2 separate regions of the Zea mays genome follow, and region 1 is linked to region 2. The links are chromatin contacts, called in public Hi-C maps. All regions are on one chromosome and are shown on one strand. The core of a region is the stretch at or near the end of the contact, and the rest is flanking DNA. Distances in the headings are between cores, read along the strand shown.

Evidence for each region. Hi-C and Micro-C count contacts between places; a contact is called where the count stands out from the background.
Region 1: a contact with region 2 is called in a Hi-C map of leaf, with 4 times the contacts expected there. The contact joins the enhancer-like site here to the promoter of LOC103652160 in region 2. A contact is called at or near these places in 4 of 25 Hi-C or Micro-C datasets (bundle sheath, endosperm and leaf).

What each region holds. Positions count from the first base shown.
Region 1 is chr3:126,784,645-126,790,819 of Zm-B73-REFERENCE-NAM-5.0, reverse strand. No RefSeq gene overlaps it. Among protein-coding and RNA genes, the nearest start is that of LOC103650508, 100 kb to the left of the region's middle. Within about 2 kb of position 4,264, at least 20 of the 20 cell types and tissues checked have an H3K27ac peak or open chromatin away from gene starts, as enhancers often do. A contact at or near this core is called in bundle sheath, endosperm and leaf, where this site is marked.
Region 2 is chr3:126,381,206-126,386,706 of Zm-B73-REFERENCE-NAM-5.0, reverse strand. LOC103652160 (formin-like protein 12) reads left to right here and starts at 3,590. Exons shown (of 18, transcript XM_035966297.1): 1 at 3,590-5,348; 2 at 5,429-5,501.

The DNA.
Region 1 (6,175 bases), core at 3,015-5,514, 400 kb before region 2:
GTTAGTTGCTCTTTTATTATTTATTAGAGTGCATTTCTTATGTTCTTTTCAGATTTTGAGTGAAATTTGTATTTTTTCAACAGGTACATGATGATGAGGACGACATGGAGACTATCTCATTTCCAAAAAGCTTTGTGCAAAGCAACTAGTAATAGTACTTGTGTATATTTGTACTTGTACCATTATGGCTTGTAAGATGCTTATGTATATTTGTTTACTTGTTCAGGTGTGTAATGATAATGAAAGTGTTGGTTGCTAGATGCTTTTGGAGTTTTGGTGGATACAACTATACAAGCAGTAAAGTTGAAGCTGTTGGATGCTTTTGGCCTTTTGAAATATGCAAGTTGATGAGTGCTTTTGACTTTTGGTTGATATATGTTGCTGGAGTGCTGGTTGATAGCATATGCTTGTTGTCGTTGAATACTTGAATGTCATGTCATTTGCTGTCAAACACTCAAACTTATGCTATGAAACTTATGCTGTCAAACCCTCAAACTTGTTTTTGGTTTTTTTATATTGCTTGGCTGCTTGTATTTTTATCAAAGGAATTTCCTTTTATAATGTAGTCACCAGTCATGCTGATTTTGTATACTTGTTTTGTATTTCTATTCATTCCTGTCAGCTGGTGTGTGTGATGGGCGGACAAGCTCGCGAGCCAGCTCGAGCCGGCTCGCGAGCCATACCCGAGCCGAGCCGAGCCGAGCCTATTTTGGTAGCTCGGTGTACCGGCGAGCCGAGCCAGGCTTGAGCCTTTTCACCTCCGAGCCACATCGAGCCGAGCCGAGCCTGGCTCGGCTCTTTTCCAGCCCTACTCCCATGGTGAAATTCTAGGGATGCACTGCGAGACTTTTACAAAGTTTCATTAGATGAGAGAACCCACTACGGACTCTGGGCCGTAGGCGATATAGGAACCCCTCATCCGAAAATCTTTACAGACAGTCCGACCCGAGGACCTCCCTATACCTGCACTCCACCCCACTTGCCCCTTTCGGAAAAGGATTAATTCATACTAGCTTTCCTAATTAATCATTCAAGGGCGTCCCATTCCACATTTGTGGTAGCACTATTATCTCAAGTTAAGTTCCGTGTTCCAATTAACACCATAATCTTATCATAAACAATAAATAATTCATTAACAATGATAAAACATGATCATATGTCATATATTATTATTTCCCAAAACTAGGTAGAGCATAGCCAAACTACCCAATAGTTCATTTGTATGCAAGGTGTGTGGTGAAGAAAACTAGGGCAACATATTAGGTCCCATCAAGTTAACCTGAGCATGTCACGGTGAATATGGAGAATATTATTAGTTAAAGAAGAGTGATCAAGGGCACAACTTGCCTTATACCTGCGATAACCTGTTGTCGAGATGCTGCCCTAAAAGTTGGGCTCCATACAATCAAGTAAATAATGGATATATTAACATTACACAAAGCATAAGAACAAACTATGTAAGAATATTCTACACGCTGCTACGAGATCGTAGGTTCGAGAACCACTAAAATCAGAGTTACGACTGAAAAGATATAGTTTTTGGAAGATCTATGTGATTAAATGTGAAAATTATGTTCTATGTGGATTAACATAAAGCATGTGAGAAATATATTCTAAATAAACATCTTAGTTCATCTCTAATCCAAGTTATACCTTAATTAGTGATCATATTTTAGTCAGGTTACAATTATAGACAGATTAACTTTGATCTAGAAAGGTTAATCCATAGGTTAAACAAATACCTAATTATAAAAGTATGTGATATGACACAAATAGTGTTATTACTGCGTGATAAATATTTATACGAAGCTAAGGCAACCTGAACGGATTAAATCGGAGTTAAAATGAATAAGATATGGCTTTTGCAAGCTTTCACATTTATTTTCCTACTAAAAACCAATTTTGAGGGTTTTCTATATTTTCCAAATCAATTTACCTATTTTAATGTATATAGGGATGTCGGGTTAAGCTTATAAGGAACCTAGAGTCTAAATCAATAAAACTCGTACTCATTTGTAATGTTTCTTGAACTATGATGGACAACAGGTTAAATAGACAAAAGTTGAGGGGCTCTTTATGCAAAATGACTTGGATGAAGGGGTATGAGTTTATCGGAAAAAAAATCTTTGCATCCTGGATGCAAAAGAACTCTTTTGGAGCTCCTCACGTCCACCACCTTGTGTTCCATATAAATAGAAGAAGAACAAATTACTAAAGGGTTAAGTTGCAAATCTATACTATACTTAAAGCACCAGTTTCAACGGTCGTCATGCGTCATTTTTTTACAAATAACCCCTCACAGCTATTTCAAATTAATCCGTTGCACGTCTATAGATGTCAAACGACGCCCGACACGGGCTAAATGCACGCGGGTCACAACTATGTCACAGGCACGTCATGCCGGCCTGCTAACTGTGTCGGGCCAGCCCGTTAGCCCGTCGATCCATTTAATTAAATCAGCGTAACGACGCCCGACACGGGCTAGATGCACGCGGGCCACAACTATGGCACAGACATGTCATGCCGGCCAGCTAACTGTGTCGGGCCAGCCCGTTAGCCCGTAGATCCATTTAATTAAATCAGCGTAAAATGTTAAAAAACGGTGCAGGAGGTGAGGTCCGAACCCATGCTGTCTAACCAGTAGAACATCACGCTAAGATGTTTTTAATATTGAATATAAATTGTATATAGGTATATACGTTTTTTTTGTAAAATAAAAAATAATCGTGTCGGCCCCGGCCAGCACTACGGGTCGAGGCTACAGCCCAAGCACGGCACGACGTTCTTGGCTCTTGCAAGCATTATGTCGTTTATGAGACCACATTGGCGCAATAGACTACATGGTGTTTGAGATTGCTGAATTGGATAGAGCAGCAATGATTTGTCACACTAACAGCAAAATAAAAAGTTATTTGTTGGTTTTAAACGTTAGTAATTGCTACGAAGTAGCATAATTTATATGTAGCGCATCCAGTTTTTTTGATGTCTGACTTTAGCAATCACTCAATATTTTGATCTATCTTTTTTATAAGTTTAACTTCATGGGACTTATTTTAGAAACTTGATCTCACAAACTTTCTCTTATTTGGTCTCTGTATGATGGAATTATGTCATTTTATAATCTCTGTTTATTCAGTCAATCGTTGTGCACTCTCTTCTAATCGCTCACTTCATTGGCCGTGTTGTACCAAGACATATTTGCATGGAGTAAACAATAACATCAGTTAGCCAAATCAAAAAATATATTATATAGAGAGCGGAGACAATCAATAAAAAATCTTGAATTTTTTTTGATGGATAGTTTACGTAGGTATTGTTGTAAGCCGTCGCAACGCATGGGCAACCGACTAGTTTTAATCTATTTTTGTGGGCCTCTTGGTGGTGGATGTGAGGGGCTGCAAAAGCGTGCGTTTGTATCTGGGATGTACTGAATTGTTTTCCAGTTTATTAGAGCCACACGATCAAATTTGGACGCGCGAGATTAAACCAAGTGCTTTATGAACCGGTATTTGACCAGGATCGTCGATCCAGAGATCGACGGCCGAGAGGCAGCCACGACTTAAAACCATTATACGCCATCCATCTCTAATCCTATGGCCTAGATCAATCCCCACGAAAGGGTACGCGACTTTCTAATTCCTACCGCTGGTGAACGATCCAACGGCCGATCATCATCTTCTTCTTACCCAAGCCACGACCACGGCGGTGTGGTTAGCCAGGGCGGCGGCGCCCTCACCAGACATGGAAGTACTGGCGATCCGAGACCCAAAAGATTAGACGAGAGTTTCTACGGGCGTAAGAGAGGGTCGTGAACGTTTGAGGGATATTCTTACCGGGGTTGATGAGGTGCAGAGGTCCGTCCACGGCCAGAGGTGGATCTGCATCAAGCAATTCCTGAGGCATCATTAGCAATTCCAGCCAGGCTTCGTCGTTGGTCCAAGCGTGAGTCCATGATGAGATGCGGCTTCGCCGTGGCTAAGTTGCAGCGGCAAGAAATCCCCATTGAATCCTGGTCCTGGCCTCCCGCGCCCGGAGACGCCACGAAGAATTTCCTGGGGACTGAGTGATGATCCCGGACCTGACTATGCGGCTTCGATGAGGGCGCAAACACGATTCAACGTCGGCAGACCTCCCTCCTCCGCGCTGCCCACGGTGCATCATGGGCACACCGACCAGAGAATCAACTCTCGCGTGCGACATGGGTGAGGGGAGTCTGGCGTGCGCGGCCTGGGCGCCGAGTGGATGACCGTTTGGCCCCACATGTCGGCGCCATACCATTCTGGGCTGAGGCGGAGCGGGAAGTTAGGCTGGGCCGGCAGTGAGGACGGCCCAGGCACAGGCGAGTTCCTTTTTTTATTTTTATGTTTTCTTTTATTTTCTATTTCTATTTGTTTAAATTCAAATTGGGTTTTGAATTCTACACTATAGTTCAAATGCACAAACAGAAACCCAGTATGATATGTAAAAGAAAAATATTTATTTAGCACTTTTCTATTTGAAGAAATCAATTTCAAATGTATAATTCACATAAGAGAACCAAAATTCGAATAAATCATTCTTTCTAAAAATTATCTAAACTCTTATATAACCCATGGGAAAAATTTATGTAAAATATTTCACCACATTATCTAAAATATCCCTAGTTTTAATATTTTACTATTTATTAAGTTTTTAGGATAAGTTAATATATAACCTCTACCATGCATTAGTTTAGTTCAAACATTTTTAAAGAGTGTTTTAATTATATAAAGGGAACAATAAATATATTGAAAGTCTCTCTTTTATTTGTTGCCCCAACTTTTAGTTTTAAGTTTTGGATCTAAGTTTTGAATACCAAATTATTAGTTATCAATATGTATTTAATTTAGAGAGATATACTTTATAAAGGAATGAAATTGTTATTGGAAGTCATTTTATTCTCAAATCTTTGGAGAACCTTTATATATCCCAAAATAGGACTTTAGGTGTTACAAATTCTACCCCTTAAAAAAATCTCGTCCTCGAGATTAGTAAGAATGGATGCAGATGTTTTGTTTGGATTTAGCTTCTAGTTCAAAATTGGTTCAAAACTAGAAAGTTTTTTTTGGACTAATTGGTAGTGATAAGGAAAGCATGGGCATTATATTCTTTGCTTAAGTCTTAGCGACCTAGTAAGCAGGACGAGATATGGGTAGAGCAAAGGTAAGTTGTGGTAAGAAAGGTTGGAGCAAGGAAAGACTCCATTTAGGACGGTGGATCTTGATTTATCTGAAGATCTAGTTTGACTTTTATCCTTCTTTGACGAGGTTGATCCATTCCTTCCCTGGTCTTGGTACTTCCATTCAAGTTAGGAACATATACTTAAGATAACTATGAGTAGGATATACAACATTGATATTAGGTTGGAATGGGGGTCATCATGAACATGTTGGTTAGGTTGTTTGTTCATGGCCGAGTTGGTCTCATGCACCAATTTAGGTTTAAGTGAATTAGGTGAGAACATGGTCTCAGGTGCCGGTATTAACTAATCTAAGTTAATTTACTATACCCTTTAGACAGGTGCAAGAAATATGAGCCGATTAGACTAGGTCTTATTAGATTAGATCATATTAGATAGGATCTCGATTAGATTGGTATGACTAGACTGGACTAGATAAGATCTAATTAATTCGAATTAGATCATAGTTGTTACTCTAGGATGAGATAAGAAAAGTGGTTAGGATAAGATGGAAGGATAAGATATAATCTTTTTCAGGTAAGATGAGTCTATAAGATAGATCTATTTGTTTTTATATATGGGGGATAATCTATCTTTCTAAATATATTTTTATGCCTATATGTATGTAGATGCAATTGTGGATATTACTCCACAACCCATCACACTTAATTAAAGAACTAAATCAGACTGGTATCATAAGGACAAGCATTGCGTATAGATATCTACAAAAATAGTTTTGTTTTTGTTCCTAAGATTAGATCTCCTATTCCTAAGGGCCACTTTGGGTATAGGATTCCAAGGTGTGAAATCCTCTTTTGGTTTCAAGAAAGAAAAGATGAGAAATAATTAAGGAAATTTTACAAAGTAGGTAAGGGTTTGACTAGTTCTATCTAGGTTATGTTCTACAATTAACATCCTCTGATACCACTTCTGTCACACCCAGATTAATGGGCAAACTAAGGCGCGAAAGAAATGTGT
Region 2 (5,501 bases), core at 2,341-4,840:
GGTCACCAACAAGATCTCCACGGTGATCACCGAGCTCCCAACGCCACCAAGCCGTCTAGGTGATGTCGATCACCAAGAGTAACAAGCCGTAGACTTTCACTTGACCAAGAGAAGCCAAATGCATGCGGTGTGTGCTCTAGGTGGCTCTCGCTAGCGCTAATGAGGTCCAAATGCGGGATTAAGATTCTCAAATCACCTCACTAGGCTTTGTGGTGCTTGCAATGCTCTACCAAAGTGTAGGAGTAAATGTGGGCAACAAGACAATCAATATGGTGGGTGGAGGGGTATAAATAGCCCTCACCCACCAACTAGTCGTTACACAAACCCTGCTGCGCATGGGCGCACCGGACTGTGGTGCGCCACCGGTGCACCAACGGTCGACTCCAACGGCTAGTTCTGACAGCTAGCCGTTGGGCAGATGGCACACCGAACAGTGAACAATCACTGTTCAGTGCGCACCGGACAGTCTGATGCGCTATCCGGTGTGCCACTAAAATTCAACTCGTGAACTGCGCGCTCTCATGTTTCTACGCAGGGAACCCTCTTCTCTGGGCCAGGCTGTCCCCACTGGCAGAGGGTGCACCGGACAGTCCGGTGCACACCGAACAGTCCGAAGACCAAAGTCTCCACAAGGCCAACCACAAAGATAAGGGGCTCTTGCTAGCTTTACAATGAATGGGAGTCAAAACTCCACGCTCAAATGATCACAAGAGGTAGCTCACACTTTCTCTCAATGATTCTCATAATGCACTATCGCTAAACACACACGAGTAGCTCTTTCTTGCTTGATCTTTCTTTTGTGGCACTTGTGAGGCCTTGATGTGTATAGAAGTGCTGCACTAGTAGACAGGAGTGAATACCCAACTCCTGTGTATGATATGGATCAATCAATCAATGAGAATGGGCTGGTTGGGGTCCCTTTTATAGCCTCCAACCACCCATATAACTGTTATGCCCTGTCTGTCTGTTCTGCGCACTGGCGGACGGTCCGCAGCTTGGGCCCGGATGATCCACGACCCTCCAACGGTAGGATCTGACGTTACAACGGTTATGTCTGACAACCCAATGGCTAGATCAACAATTGTCTCGATACGCGGAGGTCTGCCCTTGGTCCCGGATGGTCTGCGCCAGTTCTAGAAATCCTTTTGCACAACTAGTCACCTTCAGGCTGAACCAGATCTTCACGTGCGGACGGTCCATGAATTATAGCTGAACGATCCACGCTTTATAGCCGGACAGTCCACGATTTATAGCCGGACTGTCCACGATTTATAGTTCCTATCCAAAGTCATAGCGGTGTCACGAACGGTCCGCCAGAAGGGGCCAGGCGGTCCGCACTTGGCGATTTCAGAACTTGAGTTTCTGACTTGTCGTTGATCTTTGAACAATCTTCTCCAAGTTGCTTTGGCTAAACTTGAGAGAGATCCTATGACTTAGAAGAATATCTCTAGTGGTTGTCCATCTAGTCTAAGTCATGGATCTTAAACATTTTAATTCTTTAACTCATATTTCTTCTTTTGCTCAAACTAGCTCCAAAATAGTGAGAAGTTGATTCTGAGCTTTCCAACTTCTCTAGAAGTGTTGAATAGGTTCCTCGGGGTATTTAGAACTTATCCAAAGAGTAGAACTATTGGTAGTTCATCTATTCCATGTTTTACCCCTATTTCGTTGTATCTGAGCTTATTGTGACTTAGAAACTAAATGTTGAACTTATGAACCTGTGAATCAAAAACTAGGCAAACTAATTAGTCCGAATGGTTGTGATGGTCATCAAGCACAAAAAACAATATAATAAATGGTTTAAGGCCATTTCCCTTTCATGCACGTATTGGGCTTTAGCGAGGGGGGGTCCAAGCCGAAGTTGGTAGCACAGTATCACCTATGATAGTGGTCGTGCTTCAAGGGTCGGTCAGCTTATCAATGGGCTCGTTCGTATCCCCAATATCTGACGGTTCACCATGCAGTGTAGTCCATCCATAGTGTCGTTTCCTATATCCGTACGAGAGGAATGAGTGCTTCATGGTTGATTTAGACGTAATGGATGTGGATGTTAGTCAGAATAGGAACAACCTCCATTCCCCTCCATGTTGTGGCGACCGTTATGATGACGAAGGCTAATCATGGAGTGGTCATCCTCATTCTTTTGATCGTTGACCCGTGTGTGGTTTGTTTGTGCCTGTGTCTAGTTTGGTCATCCCCTTAGGCTAGGCACGATTCGCCTGACCCCTAGGTTGACTTAGGGCTCGTTCAACCCTTTTTCGTTTTGCCCAACCCCTAGGCGTCCTTGCTTCACATCGGGACTAGGGGCAAACATTAGCGGTTTACTCATGATCCAGAAGCAGATTGGGCCTTACTCGAGCCTTTTCAGAGTATCTTTACTCATCACGACTCGTGGGCCTTGGGGACCCGGTTTTGACCCTGACAACAGAGTTTTGTCTTTCATAAGATGTGTATATAATGAAATTGATGATCAAGATTCCAATGTTTAATTGATCCACAGTTTTGAAGCTCATTGTTTTTAACATACCTGAATATTAATGGTCATATGATTATCTTGTCAAATCCTTCTCCCCTCCAAAGGTGTCGAAGGGGAGAAGGGTGATTGTGTTCTCCGTGTCCAGAGAGCACATGGAACAAGTACAAGGGTTAACATACTAAATGTATAAACAAATGACATTATACAAAGTAATTGATGACAATGAACTAGTTTCATATATGCAACAGTCAAGCTCAATGATTAGGTTACTTTGAATAACAGATATCAGATAACATAGGGAGGGAACATCCAAATATACTTCGACATTGTAGTATCTTTGGAGGTTCTCTCGGGAAAAAGATGCTATAGACGCAAGGTTACATATGACCGATCCCCGTAACAGTGATATTATTCATCTATTTATAGGGTTCGAACGATATACATATTCATATGAAATTGCAACCTTGCCCTTACGTTTACACCGTAGTCCTTCGCTAACGAGAGGGTACAATCACACCATTTTACAATCCTGATTTTCTTCTCCATGTAAACCTTCTTAACTTGTTTTATCCATAGACCATTGTGAAGGCACTGAAGCTCCCCTTCACTTTCCCATTTCTTCGTCGTCCGAAGCTCTTTTAAGTGTGATGGTTTTTGGCTTTGATTGAGGTCCTTATCTAAAAAAATGCCTAAACATTGATTTTGGATAGAGACTTCGTCTATTTTCTTGACATTAAACAGATTCCATATTTGGACAGAATTTAAACTATGATGAACTCAGGCCATCACTTTTTTTTGGAAAGATGAAAAATTTCTTAGAAACCGGACTCGGAAATCTCTAGCTCTGGATTCAGCCCGTTACACGTTGGGCTCTCTGTAACACGGCAAGAGTACCATTCGTTGGGCTAACTTTGATTCATCCTGCTATTACGGGCCCATCCCAATTGCTCCTGACTAGTGCAGATCCGGCCTATCATGAAAAAGCCCACACGGTGACCGCTGCCTGATGTGATGTCATGCGCCGAGCAGCGTGGCGCGCACCGGTGCAACCGTTGGCGCCGGGCCCCACATGTCATACGCACAAAAAATCTTACCCCCGAGGCATTTCATCGTGTGTTTGTTTCGAGCAATCGTGCTCGCGCGTGCTCAGCTTTGCTCTGCTCTGCCTGCCGCCTCCGCCTCCGCCGTCGTCTCCCCTCTGTCTTCCTCCGTTTCCTTCTCCGCCACCTCCAACACCCCAAAAATAATTTTAGCAGCACGAGCAGAAAAAAAAGTTCCGCTCGAAAAAAAGAATTCCTCAACGAGAGGGGGAAAGGAAACCCTAGCTGTCTGAATTCCGCCGCGCGCGGCATTGCCCTCCCGCGACTCGAGCCGGGAGCTTGGCGGGCGGGTGCGTGCGTGGCGCACCCGATCGCCGGCGTTCGTATCGTTAGCCTCCGCTGGCGAGTGGGTGCTAGGTCGGCGGCGGCAGCGGGCAGCACGGGGCCCGATCATCGCTGGCGCCGCCGCTGCGGTCTGGCTGGCTGGCCGCCGGCAAGAGTGCGGTCGGCTGGTCCCGGGCGTCGCGGAGCAAGTGGGTCCGGGGGCAGGCCGCCGGAGACGGCGGCGACGCCGACGGCGGTCGGAAGCGCAAGGGAATGGCGCTGTTCCGGAGGCTCTTCTATCGGAAGCCGCCGGATCGGCTCCTCGAGATAGCCGACCGCGTCTACGGTACGGTAACCCCGCGCCTCCTGTTCGACTGCCGCCACCGAACCGAATTACCGATTTGGGGGGTACTTCGGGGTGTGTGCAATCGGAGGTTCTATTGATTTTAGCACCGGAAATGCAGCTGCATTATGTAATTTCGCTCAGTGCCGGAACAAATTTCTCTGGATGTTGTTTTCAGGCTTCCAGCTAACATGCCTTCCTTGTGCATGCTGCATCAGCTTACGGTGCCACCATGATTCTATGGCCCCATTCTAGTTTCGTTCGAGCTATGCTTCTCAAAAAGAAGGGTTCGCTCACTGTTCGACTACCGCTGTATTTTTCCCGTGTTTATTACTGCACATTAATAGTAACGTTGCCAGCAACCTCGTTGGCTGGTGCAAGGGTTTGATTCTGAAGTTTCTATGTTATGCGATTAATGTAACACCCATGTTTGAAGATAGATGAGGAGCTGTGACATTTAGTCTATGCCTAATACGATAATGCTTGCTGATCAACAAGAACAATGCGATCATGTCTTAATCTGCTACTTCACTATCAGAAAAAAAATTGAATAAGAAGTGCATTTTAGTCTAAAATGCTGCTAACATGTTTGAAGACATGAAGTTTCACATAAGTAGAAATACTGATTGGCATCTTTGTGTTGCTGTATTTAATTGTTTGCTGATGGGTTTTCAGTAGTGCAACTAGGTGACTTCTTAGTAGGACTAACAGGATAACTCTCATGCATTTTTTAAGTAAAGGCACTGCTCAATTAAGCAAGGAAAAGGGAGTTTTATGTAAGCTGAACGCCCATTGTGCCCAACAGACCGGTCCTAGGACAAAAAGAGAAGCCCTCCCCCACTCTTGGTGGGGTAACCCGCAAAGAACATCGTCCATTCGTCCTACATCTTTGCACTATTTCTTCTTTGGTCGATGAGGTGACCTGCTGCGATGTCTTGTACACATCTTAAAAAATCCTCCTATTTCTCTCCTTCCGCAGGTACCACACAATGTAGATTACCACTCCGTTGAAACGGCTGCGGTCGTGCTTTGGCACCTTGCTTACTACTTCCTCCCACCAATCGGTAATGCAGGCGGGGTCCTGTTAGGGTAGCTGCACATTGAAATTCTTCCAGGATAGCACCTGGCTCCAATTGGCCCTTGCGAAGGGGCACAGCAAAGAAAGGTGTAACCTTGTCTGTTATCTCTAGAGGCCCATTACACAAGACACAATGGTCCTAATGTGGGAACCCCGCTCTTTTGTAGGTTGTCCACCATTAGGACTTTGTTGTGCATGAGTATCCAGGCGTGGACTTTGCATTTATTTTCCACCTGCGCC